Regions from separate parts of the Mus musculus genome. Here region 2 is linked to region 1. The links are chromatin contacts, called in public promoter capture Hi-C maps. All regions are on one chromosome and are shown on one strand. The core of a region is the stretch at or near the end of the contact, and the rest is flanking DNA. Distances in the headings are between cores, read along the strand shown.

Region 1 (5,733 bases), core at 263-2,762:
CAGAGACCTGGTTTGCAGGTCACAGGGTCTGGGCACAGGCAGACGTGAGTGAAAATCTCAGCCAGGGCAGATGGGTCCCAGCACCCTTTTTCTTAGAAATAGAAACCCATTGTCTTCCGTTTGTGTAATTATCATTTACTACACCCAATAGGGGTCTCAAGCCCTTCACATCTACTTGGATTTATTTTATGTCGGAGTGAAAGTGACTTTATGACCCAGTTACCATTAATGTGACTTATTGCATTATGTTTGAGAGGAGGAGGAGGAGAGAAGACATTCTGATGAGGGGAGGTCGGCCAGCCGGCCTCATGCTTTGCCCCCAGAAGAGAGGAGACAGACTCTGCTCCATTGTTAGATCTCTGAAACCCTGGCGACCAGCTGTTTGTTTCCTGATCATATAATCCTCTTCCAGATGTGCGTTGTCTTAGGCCTGTGCAAGTGATACCAGGGCGCAGGTGGTGATAGTTCTCATGGAAGCAATTTTGAGTTCAGAAGATGTGAGCATCAAAGGACTGTGAGAAATGACGAGCCACCTCATTCCAGTGTTGCGGTCCTTACATGACAGTTGTTGGAGGAGAGACTGTTTTAGTGTCTGACCCAGGTTCCCAAAAGAGCAAGGTTCGGGGAAGCTAGAAGGGCAACCTGAAATTCACAGGAGTGCTGGGCGCAGCCTCGGCTGGCCGCCCACCTGGAGCGTGTCCGCAGAGTGAATTTCAGAACCGCTGGGCGGACAGCTCCTCGGAGCCGGGCGCGGCTGCGCAAGGGGCGGGCCAAAGAGCACGGAGCACCGGGACCCGCCTCCCTCCCCACGCCGGCGAGCGGCTATGAGCTTATGGGCGGGGCTCCTCGCGACTGACTGCCCTAGCGTCACGCCCCGAGGAGGCAGGGCGACCTGCTATCCCCGCCCCCGCGAGGCCGGCGCTCTCTATTGGCCAGCAGCTGAAGGTGCTGGAGGCGGGCCCGGTCCACGGCTCGCGCCCGGGAAGGTCGGCGGCGCAACGCGGTTGCCGCGGGGAGGGTGCGCGGGGACGCGACGGGGCCGGGCGCGGCGGAGACGCAGCGGGTGGGGGCGGCGGCGGCTCTGGGCAGCGGCTGAGTCTCTTCCCGCCGCGGCCGCAGCCAGCGGCGCCCGAGCTCCAAGGCGCATCCCGGGCGCGCGGCCCGAGCGGCCAAGACGGCGGGCCGGCCGGGCGCGGGGCGGCGCGCGCTGTGCTGCGGGCTGCGCTGGTGGGGAGCCACGGGCCGCGGCGGGGGTCCCGGGCCCGGCGTGTGCGGCTGGGAGGCGCTGTGGGGTGTGGGCGCGCGGGCGGCGGCCGGGGCTATGGCCGAGGGCGGTGGGGGCTCACGGAGGAGGGCTCCGGCGCTGCTGGAGGCAGCCCGTGCACGCTACGAGAGCCTGCACATCTCGGACGACGTGTTCGGCGAGTCGGGCCCGGACAGCGGCGGGAACCCCTTTTACAGCACCTCCGCAGCCTCACGCTCCTCCTCGGCCGCCTCCTCGGACGATGAGCGTGAGCGCCCCGCGCCTCCGGGGACCGCCCCGCCATCCTACGCCGCGGATCCCTTGGAACTCGAGGAGGACGAGACCGGTGGGGGCTGGAGCGCCGTGCTGAGGGATCGCCCGTCCCCGCGCTTCGAGGACACCGGTGGTGAGGATCGACCGGGGACACTGGGGTGCAGGGACACACAGGGCGCGGTCTGAAGGCTGGAGCACGGGCCAGACTGGTTCCAGACACACCCGACCTGCACCTGTGTGTTTCTGGAAACAGCTGGTTTGGGGAGCAGGGATTAAACAGAGAGGGTCCTACTGCACAGGATGGTGGTCCCAGGTTTCTCGTGGGTGGAGACCAAGCCAGCAGCACTTTGCCAGAGGCTTTCGGTCGTCTGGCAGTGTCACACCTGTGGGGTCAGTAAAGTATGGCTCTTTTGGTGGAGGGGATCCAAACGCCTGGCACGGCTGAGGCTGAGTCCTTTGCAGTACGCAGGATCTAGGTGTCAGGGGTCAGGCCAGTCGCAGCTGAAGCACATAGAGAGCCCAGAGCCAGAGCATATCAGCATCTTCACTGCTCTCTGTTTTCCCGAGAAACTTCCTGTGGTGCCAGTCGATCTCTAGCTGAGCACCGGAAGGAGCCAAGGGTGATTCCACTGCGTTAGGGAGTGTTAGTCCGAGTTACTTTCAAGGTGTGTAGACCAGACTCAGATTATCCGGAGGCGACTGGAGTTGAGCACAGCCACCCTGCTACTCTGAGCCCTCAGCTGTTGGCTTCTGCAGAGTCTAAAATAGTGCTGCTTTGCAGCAGCTTGGTCAGCTTCTGCTTTCTGAGATGTGGAAACTGCTTTCCCATATGATCCTCAGTGCTGCTGTTCAGGCTCCATGGCTTCCTAGCAGCCAGATGTTACACCATATATTCTGTGAAGTGCACACAACCAGTGTGAATGGGCACCAAGGAGTGCCCCTTTGCATAGTCTCTCTCTCTCTCTCTCTCTCTCTCTCTCTCTCTCTCTCTCTCTGTGTGTGTGTGTGTGTGTGTCACTCACACACACACACACACACTTTGGGCAGTGTACATGACACTATAGCTATTGTTCCTCAAGATTGCAGGTGCACAGGAGGTAGGCTCCAGGGCCTGGGTATGGAAACGTAGCTGCAGGGAGCTGGCAATGGGAAAGGTTGGCCCAGCCCTGGAGGGAGTGTTCTGCAACCTTGCCAGGCTGCGGTGTGGATGGGCAAAGTTGCATCTGGATTGGAGGGTTACCATCACCATGCAAGGTTCTAAGTGGGTACATTTTAAAACCCAACCATTTGGCTGTGGTTTATGGTACTCTAAATTGTCCTCCTATATGCCACCCTTCATTTCCCAGTGTGCCTTAAAGGCCTCCTGCCCTGGACAGCTGCTTTCCATATTGGATGTTGGGATTGTACCAGCCTGGTGCCCTGGTTTGTCAGTCTTCGTGCTGTGAGCCTTTGTGATCCTGTGTTGATCTTGCAGCACTTAAGATGCCTACTGTAGATGTCTACAGAGGAGAATTCGGCAAAGCTGAGGTCACAGGGCAAAATAGGGATGTCGTGCTGGGCTTAGTTTAGATGAAGGGTCTGGTATTGAGAAGGGTAAACACACAAAAGCGATTTAACCAGAACTTTCTTTCTTAGTAATGTATAAGTCAAGATGTTCAGAAGCAAAGCCCTCTGTCCACTGTTCACTCTGTCCACTCCCAGCCTGAAGTCCAGGATTGCCTGCCACTGGCATTAGGGTCATATCCTCCTTTCTGATAGTGCCACTGAGTTTGAGCCTGTTCCTGAGAGTCACTCAGAGGTTCCTTAGGCAAAGGCATTAGCGGCTATTTGCTGGTATTTGTGGCCAGTGTTGCTTTTCTGCTTTAGGAGCGATCCTCTCGTTTAAATTTAGATCTACTTTAGAATTTCCTCTGTGGTACCCGCTACCCAAGGGAAACACGGGGAAAGGGGAGAGGGACAGAGTTGATGGCTTGTTGAGCCCAAGGAAAGTGATTTATCAGAGCTTAAAATAGATTCCTGATTTCCAGGTTGGTCAGAAAAGATCCTTGAGCCCAGGAGCGTGGAGAGAGATGGATGTGTTTATTAGGAAGTCGGTTGCTGCAGCGCTCAACCAAGAGGTTCAGCGTGCTAAGCTACAGCATCCGGGGCGCTCCAGCAATTGCTGCTTTACATCTCCACAAACGCTGCCTGAATCTCTCTCCCTTCTGTGTGGCCCAGTTGCTTAACAGATGTAACTGGGCGGGCAGGGTGGGGGGAGAGGAAGAGTGGTGTTTTGATCTGTTACAACGTTACATTGTTTCATAATAGAACATTTGCGATTGCTACGGCTGCAGCAGTCTAATGAGGACTGCATAGGACTCCTGGTTGCTATGGGACATACTGACTTGCCCCACTGTAAGCAATTGTATCTGTGCATGAGTGTGAGTGTGCAGATGGGCATATGGAGCTGCTCCCTCGCTGCTGGTGGAGAGTTTCTTTTCTTTGGGGAGAATGCAGCTTGATTCCCTTGAAGACCTGGAGACCTTTGCTGAGTCTTTGGGCAGGAAAGAGGTGCATGATGGGACCGTTACATATTGAGTTGCTCTAGAGCAGCAGTTCTGTGGCTCCATGGAGATTTTTGTGCATATAGTAGAGAGTCAGGGGTGCCGAGCTGAGAAGAGGGAGGGAGAGATTCGGTAGTTACTGGTGAGAATCCTGGCCCTTCAGACTGTTCAAGTCTTCTCCGCCCCATCCCTATTTTCCGTGGCTTCAGCTATCTGGATGGAGCATGCTTGGGAAAGCACAGCTGGCAATGGCAGGGGAGTGGCTCTAGCACCTCCCTCAGGCTCTGCTCTGAGGTGTGGGTCCCCTTGGGAAGACTTACAGACAAACACTGGCAGGCTGGTGTCCGTACTTTAACCCTTGTGTAGATGGCAGAGTCTTCCTGGGAACTGAACTGCTCTTTGGGAGAACAGCGTCCAGACTTAACAACGGAGCCCCCTAAAATAACCCAGCAAGCTGTCAGTCTCACTTACCTTCCCACAGTGCAGATTGCCAGCAGTGTGCAAAGCTCTCCTGGGAGCAGTGTGAGATTCAGCCAGGCTGTGTCTGGGGCCTCTGACCTTCAGGCTTCCTTCTCCGAGTGCTTTCCATCACTTCTTGAGGAGGCAGAGAAGCAGGCAGTACCAGTCTCCGGTCGCCTGTTCTAGCTTTGCTGGGTTTCTGTGGTGACTGACCCCTCTTGTTCATACTAACCTCCGAGACTCCAGTAGGAACCTGACCTTGGGGAGATGAGAGGAATGTGGGGTTGAAAATTAACATTGTTGGATTTTTGTCCTTAGAGTTTACTGCCTAGATAATGATGATGATAATTATTATTATTATTGTTGTTGTTATTATTATTATTATTATTATTATTATTATTATTATTATTATTGAGGCAGGGTTTCTTGGTGTAACCCTGGCTGTCCTGAAACTCACTCTGTAGACCAGACTGGCCTTGAACCCAGACATCCACCTGCCTTTGCCGTCCAAGTGCTGGGATTAAAGGTGTGGGCCACCACACCTGGCTTACTGCTGGTTTATTAAAATAGTCTTTTATTTTTAGCATTTGTAACAATTATCTTATTTATTATATTTTATTCTTTGAGGGTTTCATGGCACCTGTGCAATGTATTTTGGTCATACTCATACTCTCTTTCCCCCTCCAACTCTTTCCAGCTCTGCTCCCCTCACACCTGCCTCCCAGCTTTGTTCTTTTTCCCTTCTTTCCTCCCCTCTCTTTTTAATAACCTACTGAGTCCAATTTCTGCTGCCCATATATGCAGAGATGTGTGACTGTCTACTGGAGTATGATCAACCTAGCAGGTACCACATCCTAAAGAAAACTGACTCTTTCCTAGCAGATACTAGCCATCAAAGCTCCTTAGCTGAGGTTGGGAGGGGGCTATTGTGTCCCGTCCATGCTGGAACGTAGACGAGATCTTATGAATTCTTGAGTGTAGTGGTCCTTCATGTCCAGGAGACATTGTATCACCCCAGGTCCCTGCTAGCCTGGCTCTTACATCTTCCCACTTCCCCTCCTCCAATGTTCCCTGAGCCTTTTGGGCAGGGGTGTGATAGACGTGTCCCATTTATAGCTGAGCATTCCATAGACACTCTTTGAACTCTTAGCCAGCCGTGCATCTCTCCACTACCATCTAGTAAAGTCTTTCCAACTCATGAGTAAGATGAGAAAA
Region 2 (5,469 bases), core at 821-3,320, 450 kb after region 1:
AGCCAGCAATGCTACCTGTCGGCCTGAGACACTGCTGGGATAAGGCTTGAGCTGCGGCAGTTCAGAGAGCAGTCTCATTGTGTATGTTCAAGTCTAAGATTCCTATGTAGGGATAATTATTCTCAGGTTATTTCTCTGGTTTTTAATTTTTTTATCCGTTCAATAGTTTTTTCTTCATTATATCTTTATTTATTTATTTGTGTGTGTGTGTACTTGTGTGGGTGTGAGTATGCCTTAGCATAGGTCAAAGAGCAAGCTGTTGGAGTCAGTCTTCTCCTTGCTTGTGTGGGTTCTGGGGACCCACCTCAGGCTCAGCAGCACACACCTTCACTTACCAAGCCATTTCATAGGCCTTCATTTCGTTCTTTGTTTTTGAGATGGGGTCTTGTTGTGTCTTAGGTGGCCTACCGTTCTCTCTGTGGCCAGATTAGCTTTGAACTCATGGCAATCTTCCTGGTTCAGCCTCCAGGATGGCAGTACCTGTAATCCCCGAACCCGGAAGACTGAAGCAGGAGGATCACTCAAAACCCCCTTACCCAAAACAAAACAAAAAACAGAAAAACCCCAACAAACAGAAACCTGAGTTCAAATCCCAGCACCCACATGGTAGCTCACAATCATCTGTAATGAGATCTGATGCCTTCTTCTGAGGTGTCTGAAAACAGCTACAGTGTACTTACATATAATAAATGAATAAATCTAAAAAATAATAACAATAATTTTCAGAAAGTGGCTACTCTTGCCAGCCTGGAGGCCATTCCTTCCTTAACGATGCTCAGCTGGGGTCCAAGAGGAAGGAACAGGAAGTGCTCCTGGAGCTTGGGCAGGAACCTGGGTCCTGCTGAGTGTGGCTGGGGTGTAGTTCACACTGTGACTCCCTGGGGCTTATAATTCCTGCACTGATGGGAAGAAAACTCAAGTCTTCTTGGGCCTCAGGGCTGGATTTTAAAGGACATGCCTGCTTCCCACATCTCCAATTTGCTCAAGGCAGACTTAACCTCACTCACGGTGTTGTTCACCCCCTCCACCTCGTAACTTCACATGTAGGTGAGGCCCTTGTCTGAGTGTGGAAAACATACAACGATGCTGAGATCTCAGGAGCCAGACAAATATGAAAGATTCTTATGTTATTATTTTTACTGGGCTTTTTGAGACAGGTTTTTTTCCTATGTAACCCCTGGCTATCCTGGGACTCTCTATGAGACCAGGCTGGCCTAGAACTCAAATAGATCCACATTTACCTGCCTCTGCCTCGATTCAAGGAGTGCTCAATGTCTGGGCCAAACATGAGGAAAACAAAACAGAAAGCAGATAAACAAATTACAACCAGCTGCTAACTGCTTGGTTTCCTTTCTTTTCTCTCTCTCTCTCTCTCTCTCTCTTTCTCTCTCTCTCTCTCTCCCCCTCTCTCTCCTTTATCTGTGTGGACTCAGGGACCTGGTGCTCCTGAACTGAACATTGCACTACCCTCCCACTCCCTATTTTAATAAATGACTTTTCCAGGGTTGGAACTGGGGTATTATGCATTTGAAAAGTCTGATGTTTTGTCCCTTGATTCCCCCCCCCCATTCGTGTTGGGTTTTAGGAATATATTGAACTAAAATACTGGTGTTGAGGTTGTTTTGCAACCTCCCCCCCCTTTTTTTTTAAAGGCAGGGCTCACTATGTAGCCCAGGCTGTCCCGGAACTCACTCTATAGACTAGGCTGGCCTCGAACTCAGATCTGCCTGTCTCTACCTCTTATGTGCTGGGATTAAAAGCGTGTGCGGCTGAATTCGCTCTGGTCGAGTGAACTATCTAGGAGTCCACAAACTCTTCCCCCTTCCTCAACCTAGGCCTCCATAGGATACTCCCGGCCTGCCGTCCTTAAGACCACTGCTCTCGGGGTCACTTCTACTCTCCGGGCCTCTGCGGCACCTCCTGCATTGCACAGTTCTCCAAGATGTGGAGACTCCTTGGTCTGCCGACCGCACGAAGGCGAAGGCACCCAAAGGTCTCAAGCAAGAGACTCAGGTCGTAAGGGGCGACCTGAGTGCCGCGCATGCGCACTCCGCCAGTGACCGGCGAGAGAAAGGGCTCGGACGCTCCAGGTTCACAAGTCGTGGAGGGCGCAGGAGAGCGAAAAAGCTTCCGCGTGCGGCTGGCGGGCGCAGGCGCTGGCGACTGCCTGCCGGACAAGGCACTGCCGGGGAGCTAGCGGCTGGTCGCCGCCCAGGGGTGGACCCTACGCGGCGGAAGGCGCGGCCCGGGCGCTGGCCCGATGGGGCGGGAGGGGCGGGCCGCTGCTGCGTCCCCGCCCTGTGCTCGGGCCGGGCGGGGAGGGTCCCGGGGCGTGCGGCCCGGCCGGTTGGTGAGACTGTCCGGGCAGACGCAGCGCCATGCGCGCCCCTTCTGCTAGGGCGCTACTGCTGATTCCGCGTCGGGGCCCTGCCGTGCGAGCGTGGGCCCCGGCCGTCTCCTCTCGGATATGGCTGGCTTCTGAATGGACCCCGCTCGTACGCGCGTGGACCTCTCTGATCCACAAGCCGGGTTCGGGCCTCCGCTTTCCCGCGCCCCTATCCGGGCTGCCTGGCGGCGTGGGGCAGTGGGCCACCTCCTCGGGGGCCCGCAGGTGCTGGGTGCTGGCAGGACCCCGCGCCGCACATCCCCTGTTCGCCAGGCTCCAGGGTGCAGCTGCCACCGGTGTGCGAGACCTTGGGAACGACTCGCAGCGGCGTCCCGCGGCGACCGGGCGCTCAGAAGTATGGAAGCTCCTAGGGCTGGTGCGCCCCGAGCGCGGGAGACTGTCAGGTAAGAACCTGGGGGTACTAGTGGGCCAGTGGGCGGCCGGTGGGCCTCGGCCTGGCCTTGGCCTTGACAAGGGCGATCAAGTCTGCTGACACCTGTTGGAAAGCTATGGATGCTGGCTGGCACTCCCCATCTGAGCCTATTACTAGAATATTTGGTCCCTATCAGCTTGTCAGCATCTGCTTTGGGGCATTCTCTGAATAAGTTAGAGTTTCCTCCTTTAAGAAAAAAAAAAAACAGGAGTTTTGCCAAAATCATGTCTACTTTATAGTATACATTTATAATAATAGTAGTAATAATAATAACATCGCTAGGGTTACACAGTATCAAGCAACCACCAAAATTTCCCAGAATGAAGTGGATCACTGTGAGCTTTGTGCTGGCTGTCACCTCCCTAAGTGGTGACTTGGTCAGGACCAGGCACTGGCCACAGCATAAAAGAACTAGACAGTAACTCAGCCGGATAGACAAATGGCTTTTAAAGAGAAATCAGAATTGGCTGGGTCTAAGTGACAATATTCTGTAACTCCCACATGTCTGGCAGTCGGTGCAGGCAAGGCTGGTTGGAGCAGAGCCATCCTGAGAGCTAGAGCTCTAAATCTCCATTCCTTCTGTGAATATGAACTGTGCCCTCCTCCTGTGGGTTCGATTACCTTGGGAAGCTGACATGGAGTCCTGCTCCTGGGAATCCCTGCTTAGCAGGCAGCGAAGTGTTTGGATCAGAGATGAAATGGGATAGGCATGAGGGTTTTGCAAAAAGGAAAGACTTTGCCACACAGTTCTTGAAACAGGCAGGACTTCAAATAGGTTGTTGGGTCCCTTGCTGTACAAATTACTCTCTTTGGGGGCTATTGGGCATGGAGCAGGTTGCCTGTGGAGCAAGGGCACAGGGGACTGCCATCTACGAGAATCAGGAAGTTGTTGTGACCTTAGTAAAAGAAGACAGATTTTACAATGGTTGTGGATTTCAATGGAAAAAGTCATTGTCTTCTTTGCTATCCTGTAAGCTTTTTTTTTCCCCTCTGTATTTTCCTTAATCTCTTTAAATGAATTATTTACTTTCATCATATGAACATTTATTTTTGTTTTATATTATGTGCCTGCATGTATGTCTGTGTGAGGATGTCAGATCCCCTGGAACTGGAGTTATAGACAGTTGTGAGCTGCCATGTGAGAGTAGTAGGGATTGAACCCTGAACTCTGGGTCCTCTGGAAGAGCAACCACTGCTCTTAACCACTGGACCATCTCTTCAGCCCCCTCCTCTGTGTTTTATTGAGACAGGTGTCATGTAGCCCAGGCTAGCCTCAAATTCATTATGTAGCCGAGGATGTCCTTGAACTCCTGATCTTCTTGACCATCTCCCAAGTGCTGGAATTATAAGTGTGAGCCACCAAACCCAGGTTTAAAAGATGTCCATGGGAAGTGGGGGAGGGCACAGGGAGGAGCAGACAGTGTGCACGGAGGAGCCTGAGACTCTGGGCAATTGTGTGCAGGCTGTGAGGGGCTGAGGCAGGCACCTAGGCTTCTGCTTCTGAAACTTAAGATCTCAAAGTTGTGGAGAATCAGGCTTTGCTGATGCCACCTAGCCCTTCCCTGTCTGCCTGTACCTGTCATGTCTGTGACCTGCCATCTGGCCCCACTTGTCCTGCCCTGCCAGCATGCTGTGGAGTCTGCATTAAGTAAGTCAGAACAGGAACCGGCTTCCATCATCCGAGCTGTCAGTCTGCCTCACTGAACCATCAGATGTGTGGCCTGAGGGACAGACACACTGCCGCCGACAGTAAGGGTTTTGTTTCTGAGTCAGGGTCTTGCTCTATAGTCCAGGTAGGCCTCCAGCTTGAAATCTATGCCTCAACCTCCCAAGTGCTGGGAATTCTTAAGGCTTCCTAAGGAGGTAGTAAATATATTCTGTCTCCAGGAAAGCTGAAGAAGAGCTCTTAGATAGCTTATCTTTTCTTCAGAAGTCATGGCAAAGCTGGTCTGGATGTTGGCCCTGGTGGGAGTAAAAGGAAGTGGTGGGGCCGTTAATTTGTAATAGATCATGCTAAGGGTTGGCACATCTTTGAAATGCTGGGGAAACAGAACTGTTGCATAGGTTTTCGTCTGTCTGTCTGTCTGGTTTTTGAGACAGGAGATCACTTTATAGCTTAGACTGACCACAAACTCATAACATTATTCCCTTGTCAGAGCAGGAGCCACCATGCCTGTCATCATTTCTTTAAATATCCCCCCCCAAAGCAGCAGATCTCTCTCTCTCCCCTCTCTCTCTCTCTCTCTCTCCCTCCCTCCCTCCCTTCCCTCCCTCTCTCCCTCTCTCTCTCTGTCTCCCTCTCTCCCTCCCCCTCCCCATCTCCCTCTCCCTCTCTCTCCCTCTCCTCTTTCTCTTTCTGTTGGCATCAGGACCTTCCAAACATATGACATCACAGGCAACAGAGTGACCTACAGACCTGTTACCAAGACAACAGCTACTATATTCCCAGAATCCACTTGGCTTGCCTCACACCTTTACCTGTGTTATGTCATTTTCCATATAAATAAGGGGAATACCCCTCCCTCTCTCTTTCTCCTTTCTCTTTCTGCCACCACCTCTTTCTCTCTCTCTCTCTCTCTCTCTCTCTCTCTCTCTCTCTCTCTCTCTCTTTCTCTCTCTCTCTCTCCCCCCCCTCTCTTTCTGCCTTCAC

What was found. Capture Hi-C pulls out chosen DNA fragments and counts their contacts.
Region 2: a contact with region 1 is called in a promoter capture Hi-C map of adipose tissue. The contact joins the promoter of Abcb10 here to the promoter of Pgbd5 in region 1. A contact is called at or near these places in 4 of 39 promoter capture datasets (cranial neural crest, hippocampal neurons, neural stem cells and 1 more), 1 of 484 Hi-C or Micro-C datasets (embryonic stem cells), 2 of 115 datasets of contacts at active chromatin or transcription factors (bone marrow-derived macrophages and forebrain) and 2 of 9 other capture datasets (adipose tissue and pancreatic islet).

Annotation. Positions count from the first base shown.
Region 1 is chr8:124,429,715-124,435,447 of GRCm38.p6, reverse strand. It overlaps Pgbd5 (piggyBac transposable element derived 5), which reads left to right and starts at 1,512. Exons shown (of 7, transcript NM_171824.2): 1 at 1,512-1,649.
Region 2 is chr8:123,979,723-123,985,191 of GRCm38.p6, reverse strand. It overlaps Abcb10 (ATP-binding cassette, sub-family B (MDR/TAP), member 10), which reads left to right and starts at 2,070. Exons shown (of 13, transcript NM_019552.2): 1 at 2,070-2,790. The coding sequence starts at 2,379.